Linked DNA regions of Danio rerio: regions 2 and 3 are each linked to region 1. Evidence: chromatin contacts called from public Hi-C data. All regions are on one chromosome and are shown on one strand. The core of a region is the stretch at or near the end of the contact, and the rest is flanking DNA. Distances in the headings are between cores, read along the strand shown. Region 1 holds the start of lhx9 (LIM homeobox 9). Region 2 overlaps dennd1b (DENN/MADD domain containing 1B). Region 3 has its middle 14 kb from the start of ptprc.

What was found. Hi-C and Micro-C count contacts between places; a contact is called where the count stands out from the background.
Region 2: a contact with region 1 is called in a Hi-C map of embryo, with 2.1 times the contacts expected there. The contact joins the enhancer-like site here to the promoter of lhx9 in region 1. A contact is called at or near these places in 3 of 18 Hi-C or Micro-C datasets (caudal fin and embryo) and 1 of 4 datasets of contacts at active chromatin or transcription factors (embryo).
Region 3: a Hi-C map of embryo shows a contact between it and region 1, with 1.8 times the contacts expected there. The contact joins the enhancer-like site here to the promoter of lhx9 in region 1. A contact is called at or near these places in 4 of 18 Hi-C or Micro-C datasets (caudal fin, embryo and hematopoietic stem cells) and 2 of 4 datasets of contacts at active chromatin or transcription factors (caudal fin and embryo).

What each region holds. Positions count from the first base shown.
Region 1 is chr22:23,081,048-23,086,153 of GRCz12tu, reverse strand. lhx9 (LIM homeobox 9) reads left to right here and starts at 2,916. Exons shown (of 5, transcript NM_001017710.2): 1 at 2,916-3,373; 2 at 4,136-4,338; 3 at 4,792-5,106. The coding sequence starts at 3,200.
Region 2 is chr22:23,291,258-23,296,363 of GRCz12tu, reverse strand. It overlaps dennd1b (DENN/MADD domain containing 1B), which reads right to left. Exons shown (of 21, transcript XM_073937882.1): 19 at 2,228-2,298. Among named protein-coding and RNA genes, the nearest start is that of crb1, 71 kb to the left of the region's middle. Within about 2 kb of position 2,968, at least 4 of the 62 cell types and tissues checked have an H3K27ac peak or open chromatin away from gene starts, as enhancers often do.
Region 3 is chr22:22,908,760-22,913,865 of GRCz12tu, reverse strand. No RefSeq gene overlaps it. Among named protein-coding and RNA genes, the nearest start is that of ptprc, 14 kb to the right of the region's middle. Within about 2 kb of position 2,030, at least 9 of the 62 cell types and tissues checked have an H3K27ac peak or open chromatin away from gene starts, as enhancers often do. A contact at or near this core is called in caudal fin, where this site is marked.

The DNA.
Region 1 (5,106 bases), core at 1,667-4,166:
TATTGAAAACTATTTCTATCTATCTATCTATCTATCTATCTATCTATCTATCTATCTATCTATCTATCTATCTATCTATCTATCTATCTATCTATCTATCTATCTATCTATCTATCTATCTATCTATCTATCTGATGTAAGTCTCGTGATACATGCCTCGAGCTGAGAAAACTGCTTGAGGTAATGATTAAAGATTAAGAAAATTACCAGAGGAATTATGTATCTATCCACATTTACCCACACGTCTCGATAGGGGCCTTGTGCATAATACAGTTGATGTATATTCAGTGCTCGAGCTGGATTTGTCGTAATTGACACTCACGCGAGAACCAAGGAACAGCCCCCATCTGCTGGTAGGATCGTTCGTGTCTCACCCTCATCCATCCCTCTCTCACCGCGGCACTGCTGGGGCTTCAGGACGGCGCTCAGCGGCTCACGGTAAACCCCCATTTTTTTGTATAGCTTTGGTGCGTGAATATACTGTTTGACACGGTGAACAACATATTTGGATGCTTTGCAGAGTTTCGGAAAATATTGTTTATGCATAATTGATGAGGAAAGACCTTCAATTTAGCCTACACACACATACGTAGAGCTATGTATAGGGCAGGTGAACCAGGTAAAAGTTATTACGGGCGCATCAAATACGACGCAGGTTGCAAATCGAATTAAAGATGTATATTTGAGCTTGATTCGGTTTGCATAATATTTAGATATTAAGGTATTTCATTTAAATGGTATTATCTTGAATTGTGAAATAGTGGAAATAGCATATACCTAAATATGAATATCAGAGTTAATCTGTTCATTTTATCTATGTTTTCGTTTGAAAAATATACATTTGGTGATCTTGGAACAGAGCTGAGAGCAATTTTTAATATGTATAATTGACTATAAGTTGATTCGTATTTGTGTGTAAGAAATACAAAATGTTCGCGTGGAGCAGTATAATTAAGGATATCTTATTTAAATTTAAGTGAAAGCGCTTGATTTTTTCGATGATACATTTATTCTGAAGCAAACATTTTTAAAAGCAATTGCAAACGACACACAGACTGATTCGTATAACCTATGAGAATGTTGCATATGTAATGCATTTGAGATCATCACAATTTGACATGATTTCTGTTCGAGCAAATTAATTCACATAAAGCTTATTTATAGTATAGTCTCTGACAGATATTGTTTACTCTTCAAATAAATATTTCCTTTTGATTTGATACATTTAACAGAGACAAACATTTAACAGAGACAAACACACGCACGACCGAGAGCTGTAATTTCTAATTTTATCTTCAAAATTAGATTTCTCTATCTAGAAATGTATTCTAATTGGTCAAATAGTTAATGAATGTAGTTTGAGCGTGCATGGAGAGTCGAATAAATATTCTCAGCATAATTAAAACAACTAATAATTTGTAATGAACAGACAGAAGAAAATGTATAGCCTAAGGAAGCGTTGTCTGTCTAAACTAGAATTTAGATTTTATATGTAAATAATAAGAAAGATGATTGCAACAATCAAATCCCTTTCTAATATGCACATTTTATACATGGCCTATGTAAATTTAAAAACGCAATGCTTGTGCAGTTATTCATAATATAGGCCTAATTAAACAGCTTCGTGTAAATGAAGAGATGCATGAATGTCGCCTAATCTATTCTTCCTTTGATATTGTAACCATAACGAATAGTTGGATTAAGGTTGCTATCAATTATTTATTTTTTATTATTCTTAAGTAGTTTTACGATCATCCCTCGTATATATTCGTACAGAAAAATAAATTGTGGCAATGGGATTCAATTGACGTTTGACATCTGAAAAATCAAAGAATGTAAACAACTGCTTATTCCTCCTCCCAACAGCATCGCTCCCCTTCCCTCGCTTGCTCCTTTCTCTCTTTCTCCCGAAAACACACATGAAGAGAAAGACCATCATACACAGACACACACCTTTATGAAACATTCTGACAACTTTTTAAATTATGCCACCACTTTAGTCCATTTTAATTGTACATATATCATACAATGTACTTAAAGGATTAGCGTCTTTTATACTTTACATTAACCTGAATTCATGCAGTACAAGATATATATATATATATATATATATATATATATATATATATATATATATATATATATATATATATATATATATATATAATATATATATATATATATATATATATATATATATATATATATATATATAAACTCCCAATAGCAGAAAAGAATATTACGTTATATATATATATATATATATATATATATATATATATATATATATATATATATATATATATATATATATATATATAACGTAATATTCTTTTCTGCTATTGGGAGTTAATTATGAATGACACTCGCGATAAACTAACAAGCAACTCTCTGACAATTTTCAAATACATTTTTCCAAGAAGACTCAAAACTACAAGAGAGGTCAGATGAAGTACAGTATTCACAGTCTCAATAATTTAACATTAATTTTAATTAGACGCATTTACAGACACTAAAACTACATGAGAAAAAATAAAAACCTAACAAAAAGTGTCACAACGTCTCTGAAAGGAACTAAACGTCCACACCAAGTGTTTTTAGTGTTCACAATCTCAATTAAACACTTATTTTAGCTACACGCATTTACAAAAGCTTAAAACTACATGAAAAAATAGAAGGCCTTGCAAAAAAAATCAAAGTGGCAAAACACCAGTTAAAAAGGAAGTAAAAGGTCTATACCAAGTGCTTTCCAAGCTCGTGTTGCCCATCACCATCGGTTTGAAGAGAGAGTGACAGGTCTTTGTTGGTGAATAGAAATCAGTGGCATTGGAGAGAGGGAGGACTCCTCCTACCCAATTACCCAAGCTGGGCAGGCGTTTGCTCTCTTCACAAATAGGACACAGGATCTCTAACACACACAGTCCCAAACCCGACTTTCACGCATTCGGATCCTCAGTTGGAGATTGGGACTATCTGAAAACCCACGTTTAAAACATCCTCCAGACTTCAGTTTTGCCTTATATCATCCGGACTATACTTTTTTCTGACGTTGGAGAAAGTGGACTGGTTCTCCTGACTGTTCCTGCGCCGTCCATCAAATTCCACCGGCTTAATATTTTTGTAACACATTGATTGCATTTTGTTGTGAATCTGTTGGTGTAGATCCACTCGGATGTTTTAAGGATCCGGAAAGCTGTATATGGAAGTTGTGGGGTGCAAGGCGAAAGAAAGCAGTTGCACATTGCGTCCAGCAGCCATGCTTTTCCACGGCATCTCTGGGGATCATATTCAAGGGATCATGGAGGAGATGGAGAGGAGATCTAAATCGGAGTCTCGACTAGCAAAAACCGTCCAGATGAACGGACGGGAGACGGTAAGAATTTGTGTTTTGGCGTGCATTTTACGTTAAAGCAAATGTCAAACTCTCCCGTCGCTATATACACCTCATAGTTTGTAACCCACTTTTAAAAACGTAGCGAAAACATTTGTACGATTTTAAAACATTAGCAGGCCTCTGGAAACATGCAAAAAGTAATTACGGAGGATATCAATAACATCTGAAATGCCTAAGAGTAACTATAAAGCATGAAGAGAGTTATATGCCAAAATTAAATTTCACATTTGAGCCAAAATCTACAGACATTTTATTTTATTTTAGCAGTTTCACAACATTCCTTATATTTATTTTAGGGGTAAGATGTCCAAAAACGACAAAAATAAGATCAATATGTTTTTGCCAAGCAAGTGACAAAATATTTAACAGTTAATAACCTGTAGGCTTGTATTAAATTTAATAATAATTTTTGTGATAAGAAATAGTCATTTTTCGTTAACATTTTTTAAATTATATTTTAGACTAGGCACTCATTAAAATGAAATCAAAGCACAGAACAAACAAAACATGCAATGTGTAGTTATGCATCATATCTAGTTTTGGTTTGATAATTGAGAAAGCTCACTCATAATTTTATTAAAAACATAAAAATAATAAATATACAGTTTCATTTAGTATGCTTTTGAATTTACTTTAAGTTCTATATCTATAATGGCAAACTCATTTACTGTGGTGTATTTTGATTAACGCCGAAACCTTTATTTACTCCACCAATTATGTTTTTTTTTTTTTTTTTTAAAGACTATGCCCTCCATGAGCCCAGAGAAGCCTGCGCTGTGCGCCGGCTGCGGTGGTAAAATCTCCGACAGATACTACTTACTCGCCGTTGATAAACAGTGGCATTTAAGGTGTCTCAAGTGTTGTGAATGTAAACTGGCCCTTGAATCCGAACTGACGTGTTTCGCAAAGGATGGCAGCATTTACTGCAAAGAGGATTACTACAGGTAAGCATTAACTTTGAGGCTTAAATCTTGCGTTAGGCCTGTTTAGTAGGCCTAACTTTTTTTTTCGAACACACATAAAGGCTGGTGACATCTGAGCTAGTGTAAGCCATTGACCCATATAGTGATCTTCAGTGATTAACTGACACGCCTAAATTAATCTAATAAACCTAATTAATTCATGCTCAGTGCGTCTATTTTTCTATTCAATTTTTAGCCAGTTGTTTTTTTTAAGGAAAACGAATTATGTCAGACTATAGAAGATACAACCATTTTTCCAAATAAATGTACACATATATAAATAATAGCAAATGCGTGCATTTAAAAGATTTTGATTAATAAAAATATCTAAATTTCACGTGCACCCGCTTTTTATATGTTAAACGTATTTGTTAATGACATACTAAATGTTTTCATCAATCTATGTTTGATTGTAAATGGTGTGTGCTGTTCCAGAAGGTTCTCCGTGCAGAGATGTGCCCGCTGCCACCTCGGCATATCCGCTTCGGAAATGGTGATGCGCGCCAGGGACTCCGTGTACCATCTGAGCTGCTTCACCTGCACCACATGCAACAAAACACTGACCACGGGTGACCATTTCGGCATGAAAGACAACTTGGTTTACTGCCGGGTTCACTTTGAGACCCTTATTCAGGGAGAGTATCACCCTCAATTAAACTACGCTGAATTAGCGGCCAAAGGCGGAGGGCTTGCGCTGCCTTACTTCAATGGCACCGGCACGGTGCAGAAAGGAAGGCCACGAAAGAGGAA
Region 2 (5,106 bases), core at 1,719-4,218, 210 kb before region 1:
ATTAAGACTGTAGTTTAAGTAAACTTTACTAGCATCATTCCTCAGAGTATACATTCAGATGAGTTAACTTAATTGACCAAATGTGACTCAATATGAGCAAGAATTACTTTTACTGCAATAGTAAATAATACTTGTTATTAAATTAAGATGACTTAATTGACCTAAGTCAATGTGACTCAGTACAAATAAAAATGACTTTTTCTACATTAGTAAACAGTACTGTGATAAAGTTATGATAGCTTGAATTAGAGCAACGGGTTTGCATAATTCAATTAAATAAACCTAACAAATGACTTTTTACAGTGTGTTTTCATTATTATTTTGTGACGCAATGTTTAGCAAGGGCGAGGCCGTGGCGCAGTAGGTAGTGCTGTCGCCACACAGCAAGATGGTTGGCTCAGTTGGCGTTTCTGTGTGAAGTTTGCATGTTCTCCCTGCCTTTGCGTGGGTTTCCTCCGGGTGCTCCGGTTTCCCCCACAGTCCAAAGACATGCGGTACAGGTGAATTGGGTAGGCTAAATTGTCCATAGTGTGTGAATGTGTGTGTGGATGTTTCCCAGAGATGGGTTGCGGCTGGATAAGTTGGCGGTTCATTCCGCTGTGGCGACCCTGAGGGACTAAGCCGACAAGAAAATGAATGAATAAATGAATGTTTAGCAAGATTGATCAAATTGATTAAAATGATTGACATTTATAACGTAACAATATATTTGCTGATAAATGAGCATTTTTAAATTTATATTTACATTTTAAAAAATATATAATATTTTGAACAAAATAAATAAGTAGAAAAGTTATTTTATATAATAAAAATGTGTCAATGTTACTGTTTTTGCTGTAATTAAGATCAAATAAATGCAGGCTTGGTGCAAAATTCAATTTAATTGCAGTTTATTTGTGCAGAGTTTTTTTTTTATTCATTATTGTTTCAAAGCAGCTTTACAAAAAGTGCACATCATTGCATTATGATCAAATAAAAGTTATTATATACAGACATAGTTAACCAGCGATTTTAAAGCATATAGGTGATGTCTATGCACAGAGGAGAAATGGTCATGTCCAATTGAGCCTGGTTTTTCTCGAGTTTTGTTTTTCCTTAATTTTCATCAATTGGCGAAGTTTGTTCCTCGCCACTATCACGACTGGCTTGCATGGTTTGGGAGTTGTGGAGTTGCGCATCAATGGATTTGCTCTTCAGTGTTTGGACTTTCAGCAGTGAAAATTAAGCAACACTGAACTGAACTAAACTGAACTTCAACTCTGAAAACTGACACAGTTTCAGTTTACTAGAACGTCTATAATAAGCTGATTTGACACAATCTACATTGTAAAAGCGTTATAGAAATAAACATGCATTGAACTGAACGTTCAATGAAGTGAATAAAAAAACATAAAAAATCATACATTTCTAAAACCATTGACCCATAGGGTAATTTATATTTTATTTACTCCTGTGATTTAAAGGTGAATACTTTAAGAGAATTATTCCACACTGCAATGTAACATGCTGTTTGCAATTCTTTCTAATATGGTGATCCGCTGCTCAAGAACCATATATTATTATAGTACAGTTAAAATTATTATTATTAGCCCCCATTTAAATGTTTTTCATTTTTAAATATTTCCCAAATGATGTTTAACAGAGCAAGGAAATTTTCACAGTATGTCTGATAATATTTTTTCTTTTGGAGAAAGTCTTAATTGTTTCATTTCGGCTAGAATAAAAGTAGTTTTTAATTTTTTAAAAGCCATTTCAAGCTCAAAATTATTAGCCCCTTTAAGCCATATTTTCTTTTCAACAGTCTACAGAACAAACCATCATTATACAATAACTTGCCTAATTACCCTAACCTGTCTAGTTAACCTAATTAACCTAGTTAAGCCTTTAAATGTCACTTTAAGCTGTATAGAAGTGTCTTGAAAAATATCTAGTCAAAAACTATTTACTGTCATCATGAAAAAGATAAAATAAATCAGTTATTAGAGATGAGTTATTTAAACTATTATGTTTAGAAATGTGCTGAAGAAATCTTTTCTCTGTTAAAAAGAAATTAGGTGAAAAAATAAACTGGGGATAATAATTCAAGAGGGTTAATAATTCTGAATTCAACTGTATATTTGCTAAACTAATGCATCCCTGATGAGTCTTCTGTTAAAAAAAACCCTGACAAATCCAAAAATGTCAAAACAATATTACTATACTTTAATAATACACTTAAAACCCTTACCTGCTAGCATTGTCGTCATTGTTATAACTGTCAGGATAGAGCGTGTGTGGAGATGACTTCAGGTTTTGATACTAAAAAAAAAAAAGATTGAAACATTAATACATTAATACCACAGCTAACCTAAAAAAGCAACACATTTCTTGAATATTTATAAAAAAAAACTTTGAAAACTTTGTCCCCATTACAAAGCGACAACATTAATCCGCGTCCCCGACGAAGGTGCCAGGTCTGCTAATCCCTTGGCTTTTATAACACACCTGTGCAACACGTTTAATTGGCAAATTAAAGAATTGAAGCATTATTGGGCACAGCTTCACGCGGCGGCAGCCCCAGGCTTTAGGGTTCACCATTAACTAGCCGTCCACGACACGCAAACGCACACGCAAACGCGCCGCCACTCACTAAAGTAGGCCATAAACTGCCGTTTGCCACATTATCAAAGCACGCCACTAAACCGCCGAGCCCGAGGCGCGAGGAAAACGTCACGCTACGTTGCTAACCGGACGGATCAACTGGTCAATGCTCGCTGTAATAGCTTGGGCGAAAATCTTGGGTATCGGTGCATGCAGAATGGGTTAACGGCCACCCTGTCCATAAAAATAGCTGAGAGATGCGTGTAGCGAACACTTTGCCATTGGAATAAACAGGAACACATGTTGGGCACTGATTGCCCCACTCGCTAGTAGCCGGCAGCTATAATGAAAGCGATTACGGGGGGTTCAGGCCTTGAATCCTCCAAAAGGCTTTAATGGATTCCTGTGTCAGGGCCATAAATCTGGCCGGCAAGCCACTTTGGCTTAAGTGAAGGGGTTTGGATGCACCTGCGGAACTGTGTCACATTCATTTGCTGTGTGTGTTTGTGTGTGTGTTTGTGTTTGCAGTTTTGTAGCCCCTTGAGTTGTGAAGCAGACTCCGCTGTTCAGAGAGTCTGGCCTCTCTCTTGTGTTTTCTACAAGCAGAGGTGTTTATTAAAACAAGGTGAGCGAAGGATGGCAACACCAGGCCTGCATCTCAAACACCTTCTACTGAAACACACACAGAAAAGCAAACCTGTAACCCATACAAGCAGATACATGTGATAAAAGTCATTATGTAAGTTAGTCTTTCTAAAACTAACATTTATTATCTATTCTTGAGTTATAATTAGCTTTCTACCAAGGAGTGGTGTAAAATAACAAATTACAAATACTCAAGTGACTGTAATTGAGTAGTTTTTTCTCAGAAATTAGCAATTTACTAAGTAGTTTTAAGAATGGGTACTTTTACTTTCCCTTGAGTACATTTTAGAGCAGTACTGATACTTTTACTCCACTACTTTCCTTCAACCTGCAGTCACTACTTTATTTCTTCATGTCTATGGGGATTAGAAAAATCAGTCCTGTGATTCCTGTCCAATCAAAGCTCACATAGAAGGTAAATCGCGTTAGAATGAACTACCTCAAGACATGAGCGCTTTATGCAGCAAACTATTTGGAAGCTTTAAAATAGTTCAAGAAGATGTCCAAAATCTTTACATGCACTGACCCAGAGAATGTTTGGATGTATGCCAATGATGACAAGATGATGGATGTTTACTGTATGATGACCGAAATGGCCTTAAACATCCAGCAGACACAAGACATCAACATGATGTCAGATTGACGCTGTAGGGATGTTTTTGCAAGTGTTTGAAAATGAAAATTGTTTTGACGTCAGAACTCAATGTGAGGCCGACGTCAATGTCCAACGTCCAACCAAAAATCAACCAAATATCAATGTCGTATGATGTTATAGCTTGACGTTGTTTGGACCTTATGACGTTTATCTGACGTTAGATTTTGATTGCCATACCTGATAAATAAATGTCAGTTTTTGACGTCAATATGATTTAAGATGTTGGCTTGACGTTGGATTTTGGTCACTTTCTAACACAACCAAAAATCAACCAAATGTCAACATCTTTTTGGTCACTTGACGTTACAACCTAAATCTACGTCATAAAACCTAATCATTTCAAGTATTTTACATTAATTTCTCTTAAACTGGAATGATATATAACCAATGTATGATTTACAGTAAACTAAACCCCTTATAAATATTGTAAATTAATGCAAACGGCTTAATTAGTGATAGAGGACATTTCATTATGTTAATAAGTGTTGTTTAACTTGTTTTAAAATATAATAATAACAGTGTTGACGTTTTCCATCCTTTTGCCCTTTAGTTCAAAATGCTAATGAAAAAAAGATGATGCTGATATAACAACACTATCTCACGGCAAATCGTAACTTTTTGATAGTGGCTAATTAGTATGAATGTGTATGATCTCATTCGTACTATTTAGTTTGATTTACTGATCCCCAATGATGGTTGGGTTTTGGGGCAGGGTTGGGTGCCACGCATCCTTTTTAAAATGCTACTTTTTCGTACAACTGAACTCGTATGATTTCCTATGAATTAGCCACTAAACTGACAAAACATAAAATAGTAACGTTTCCTCGTGAGATCAGGCTGAATATAATGCTTTTCCATCATATTGTTTTTAAAAAGCGGATAGAAATTCACTGAAATATCACAATAACAGAGTTGACATATTATTAATCTACAACATTTTGTATAACTTAATGAGAAAACAACATATGACATGGCTCGATGACTTTTGCATGTTCCTACCAGAGGAAGAGACATTACTTGGAGCAAGTCGCATGCTTTTTCTATCAGTGTTTTAAAGATTGTTGTGCCTTTTTATAACCGAGTTGACCCGAACATAGAAGCAAACACAATTTGTTTAATTTCAAATTTACAAATAATACTGAATGTAGATGTTTCAGGCATATTATTATTTTACTTAGTAAACACACAAAAACTATGAAAATTAGACTGAATTATTCCATTGTAAT
Region 3 (5,106 bases), core at 781-3,280, 170 kb after region 1:
TTTTTGTTTAATTCATTTTTGTATGGGAGCATGGCTGTTTCATAGTCAGAGGACAGAGGAAGGTGTTTTAATGGCTCTTTATCATTATCCACCCTGATGAGACACAGCGAACGTTGACACCCGTAATGTCATTTATACCCCTCTGTGACTGTGTGTGTGCAGGTGGAAGATGATAAAGACAAACACATCACACACACAGCCCCCTGCCCTCTGGTGCAGCATGGGAGAGGAGAGGGGCTTCAGGGCGTAACTCCGCCGCTTTAAGCTGTCCTTGTTAGGAAGCTGTCAATCAAAAACAAGACCTGGCTAACTTTGCCTCACAGTGTTGTAACCTTCGGCAAGAGAGATATTTTTATTTCCTGAAGAAGCCGATTTAAGGTCAGTTCTGCTGCACTAATAATCATAGACCTCAGAATAATAGGAAAATGAGGATGATGACTATTTTTTAAGAGCTGGTGAGGTGGTTTATGCAGATATGTAAATCGCACAGGTCAACCTCAGAGGCAGGCGAACAGAATTAGTCAAGGTAGGTGAACAAGACCCAGTGGTGGATAAACACTGCCATCAAGTGGTAGATGTGAACAATTTCTCTTTTATTTAGCATTTTATAAACGGTAAGTGATTTAAAAAGCTTACATGCAAACTGAACTGAAAGGGATGTAAAAGAATCTTAAGATTTAGTCACACTTAAGTCTTATGAGATTTTCTCAGCTCAACTAAGTATGTTTGGAAAAATGGTGTTAACCAAAAAGTTAATGGGGACTTTGGTTACCTATAGGTATATCTTATTTTGTGCAGGCTGAAGTGAAGGGTGATGATGATAGAATTTATTTTTGTGTGAACTATTTGCTTTATTGGCATTTGAGTATGACCTGCTCTGGGGGTACAGCCTCTATTGAAAGAGGTGGTTCTTTTTTCTCAGTAATAAGTGGAGCTTTGTGCAGTTATCCTCCTTAATTTCTTTTAAATTATGAGGTTTAAATACTGCATAGTAGTGACATTTTATGCAATCTTTGCTGCATTAGCTTCTCCGATGGTGATCATAACCAGACTTTTTGATCTTGAGTTTACCATACTATTTCACCACAAAGTGTTTATTTAGAAATGTGCATTTAAACTGTAAGTTATTACAACTTTATAGATAATGGTATGAGATTAGAATTTTTTATTAAAAATGTAGAATAAAGGGAGATGAAAAAAATACTTATTTTTAAAATGCAAATTTGTTATCATGCATCATTAAAAAAATACAATTATGATTCTGTTAAAACTTATTAAAAACATACAATATACATACATACAACTTAAAAACTGTAGCCTGTAGATAAATAACAAACTGATTGGCTCATTTCTTCAGTCAGAATTTGTAAAATTTAATAATTACAAATTTTATTTGTCTTACAGCCTTCTTTTATCGGTTATTTTCACAATTTATGATGCATACTGTCAAAAATGGGACAAATGAACTTAAATAGACTATTTTGAGGGATGTAAACAACAATGGTCCAAATGTATTTCCTGTTTTACATTTTTAATTTCAATAGCTTCAGAGAATCTAAAAAAGTAAAAATCATGATAAATAATCCTGTAATAACGTCAGCTTATGATTGAATTGCCTATTGTTACAGTTATCGAACAGTTTGACAACAAGAAGGAAATTCTCATGGGTCAATGACATCAGCACATTGAAATGGTCTATAGAGGCCAAATTCTGCACTTTGTCATTGGGGGGTGGGTCTTTCGAACCACTCGAACACCCCCTGGCTATGAGTCTGGGTGACACAAACGTGCTAGATACAGTGGTAAGGCTCCTACAAAGACCTTAAATATTGATACACCTAAACATTTTCATTTTACTTTAACAGAGACTTAAAAATCCCACATAAAGACTTTTTTAAAACCCTAATCAAACGTTTCTGGTTATCAGATTGTTTTACAAGCATTGTAAAGAATATTTTCTACCTTTGACATCACATACAAACTGCAGAGTAGGCCTATAGTTAGCACACACTCTTTCTTATACAATATTAGCGTGCGTTAGTTGTCATGTGACATTGTGGCTAGCACAAAAGAGGCGGTAATTCCTGGTATGAATTTGTTATTATAAAGAGATCTTTTTTAGAATGAAAAAAATAAAATAAATGCTGATGCTGTCGATGTAAGACACAGCTGTCCACAAAAAGGAACTTTTGTTCTTACCAAACGTTTTCTCGTGAAAGGAAGTGAAACTACTGCAGTCCTCACGTCACCGTGTTCTTGTAATTGCTCACAACTTAAGCGCCTTAAACAAAACTTTATGCAAATTAACGTCCAGACTTGCGCTAAAAGTGCCAAAAACATGCTAAAACGCCCATATACTTGTCTTCAGTTCAGATCTTGAGATGATGTTTTTGTTTCACACCCTTTTCAACTAGAAAAACCTTTTTCTCACATAGTTATTTATAGGAATTTGACATTTTAAATAAACCTGTTGTTTTGTGTTAGATACTTGATGTTGGACTGGATAGTTTAAATATAACTATAAAATAAAGGTGATAATGCAGACCAGAGAATATAGAACAAACACAGCAGACACACAATGTCATATGACGTTAACATTAGATCAGATTTACGTCGCCAGCGTCTAAGAACGATGTTATTTTGACTTTCAGTAATTTTGTGAAATGACATTGATATTTGTTTGATTTTAGGTTGTTATGTGTGACCAAAATCCAACAACGAGCTGTTTTTAGTGACCAAAATCCAACAATGAGCTGTTTATAGTGACCAAAATCCAACAACGAGCTGTTTTTAGTAACCAAAATCCAACAACGAGCTGTTTTTAGTGACCAAAACCAACAATGAGCCAACATCTTAATCCAACGTCATATTGACATCAAATTTATTCATCAGGTATAGCAACCAAAATATAATGTCTGATAGATGTTATATTAGTAACGTCCACACAACGTCAAGTTGTAACATCATTAAACATTGATATTTAGTCAATTTTATGTTGTGTTGGAAAGTAACCAAAATCCAACATGAAAAGTCAACATGTCAACAACAAAAGTCAACATGTTAAACCAACGTCATTTTAACGTCAAATACTGACATTTATTTGTCAAGTATGGCAGCAAAATCGTCTGATAGATGCTATATCAGTAAAGTCCACGTAACGTCAAGCTGTAACATCATTAGACGTTGATTTTTTTAGGTAGCATTGGAAAGTAACCTAAAATACAACATCTGTTCGGCGTAGGACATTAATGTTGGCCTGATGTCAAACCGATTTTCATTTCTAAATACAATACAACGTCCCACAACTTTGATGTACAACTAGGGACGGATTTAACCAATAAGGAAAGTAAGCGACCGCTTAGGAGGCCCCCAATAAATATCTAGAAGTATAAATTATACCAATAAACATAATTTTTTAATTATATTTTGTATAGTGAGAGTCAAACAAATAATTTTTTACGTAATTAAAAATAGTTTAATTTACAATAAAATATAATATTGTTGTAATAACGTAATGTTATGTAATAATATGAAAAAATATCCACCACCCTCAATCATGGAACAGTCCAGCAGTAAAATTTATAAAAGATGTATTATTATTTTTAGTTGTAAATTAATTTTAAGACATCTGATTATTTAAATTGTAAAGCTTACATTTGGATGAAACGTAGAAAAGATTGAGAGATATTAAAAAAAAAACTGAAATATATATAAAAAAATTAAATAAAAGTAGAAGGGTGCATTTCAGGACTTGGGGGCCCATGGCTGGAGTTGCTTTGGGCCCCCAAATCACTAAATCCGCCCCTGGGTACAACGTGAATCTGACATCCTCTTTCTGCTGGGAAACTATTTTTAGCAGTGTTTGATAAGACCAGCATCGTTACTGTTCCTCATACTAAGTGAAAATATTGTATAAAGTTGAATTCACATTGACCAAGGCTAATGAAAAGCTAAGCTTCACCTACTTGCTAAATATTTGACTCTCTATCCTCCACATTCAAATGCTTTATTATTTAATGTAAAGAAAATGCATGACCATGTTAATTTCTTTCATGTAAGTATCAAAATACATTAAAATATAGATCTTAACATATGTTATATGCTTGTTGTATGCAAAGAAAATCATCAGTGGGACCTGAAATATGATAAAGATCTCAGTTTTACAACATTTAGAGAAACGCAAAGTTATTTAATATTAGTTAAACAACGTAAGTCCATAAGAATGCATTACTTTGACAGAAGTTGTGTGCATTCTTACAGTAGGTGCTGTTGTGGCATCCCAGCATGTGTTTGATGCTCCATCATGACCTCTATTCTCCACATGACCTCATAATCATGCCAGCTGCATTGCCAGGAACTGCCAGATGTTTTGGGTAGATACTGTAAGTATATACAGGTAGGCAGCTTATGTGAGAATAAATATAGTTCATGTCTGTGCATTGATCCAAAAGCTAACCTCTGAACATTTTCACTTTCTAGCATAAATCCAGAGATTTCACCATAAAAAAGATGAACAAAGAGGAAGAAATCTACATAATATAGAGATGCTGTTTCTCAGGCCTGCCCTACTCACTCGTTCTACAGCTGCAGGACGTTCAGGACACGCCTCTTCATTTTCACTTACTTAAATACTGGGTAGTTTATAAATAGAGCCTCTGACACATCAGTGATCACAGATCTCTGCTCTTTCTTCAGATAGAGTGACAAAAAATAAGCAAAATAGCTTAAATCATCAGCTGACTTTGACACTATGTAAAATTGTTGTATAACTGGAGCTGCACATCACTGAGTATGCACCTAGAATTTAGTCTACAGTAAGAAATTATATAGTAGTTTTGAGACATACTGCCATATGTACAAGATGCCCATTTTTTGGCCTTAAGAGGTACGGATTTGCTCTTTAGCGTCATTGTTTTTGCAACTGCGTCCCATGCTGAAAACACAATTTTCGAATCATGCTTAGAGTAAAAAAATAAAAAGGAAAACTATATTTTTTGTTGTTTGGTTCCTGTGAAGGTTTTGGGAAGGGGACAAGTGCTCGTGACTGGTCATCTGCACCCTTCTCATTTCCCTTTCCTGAGGCCCTGTTTACACTAATAAATTTTA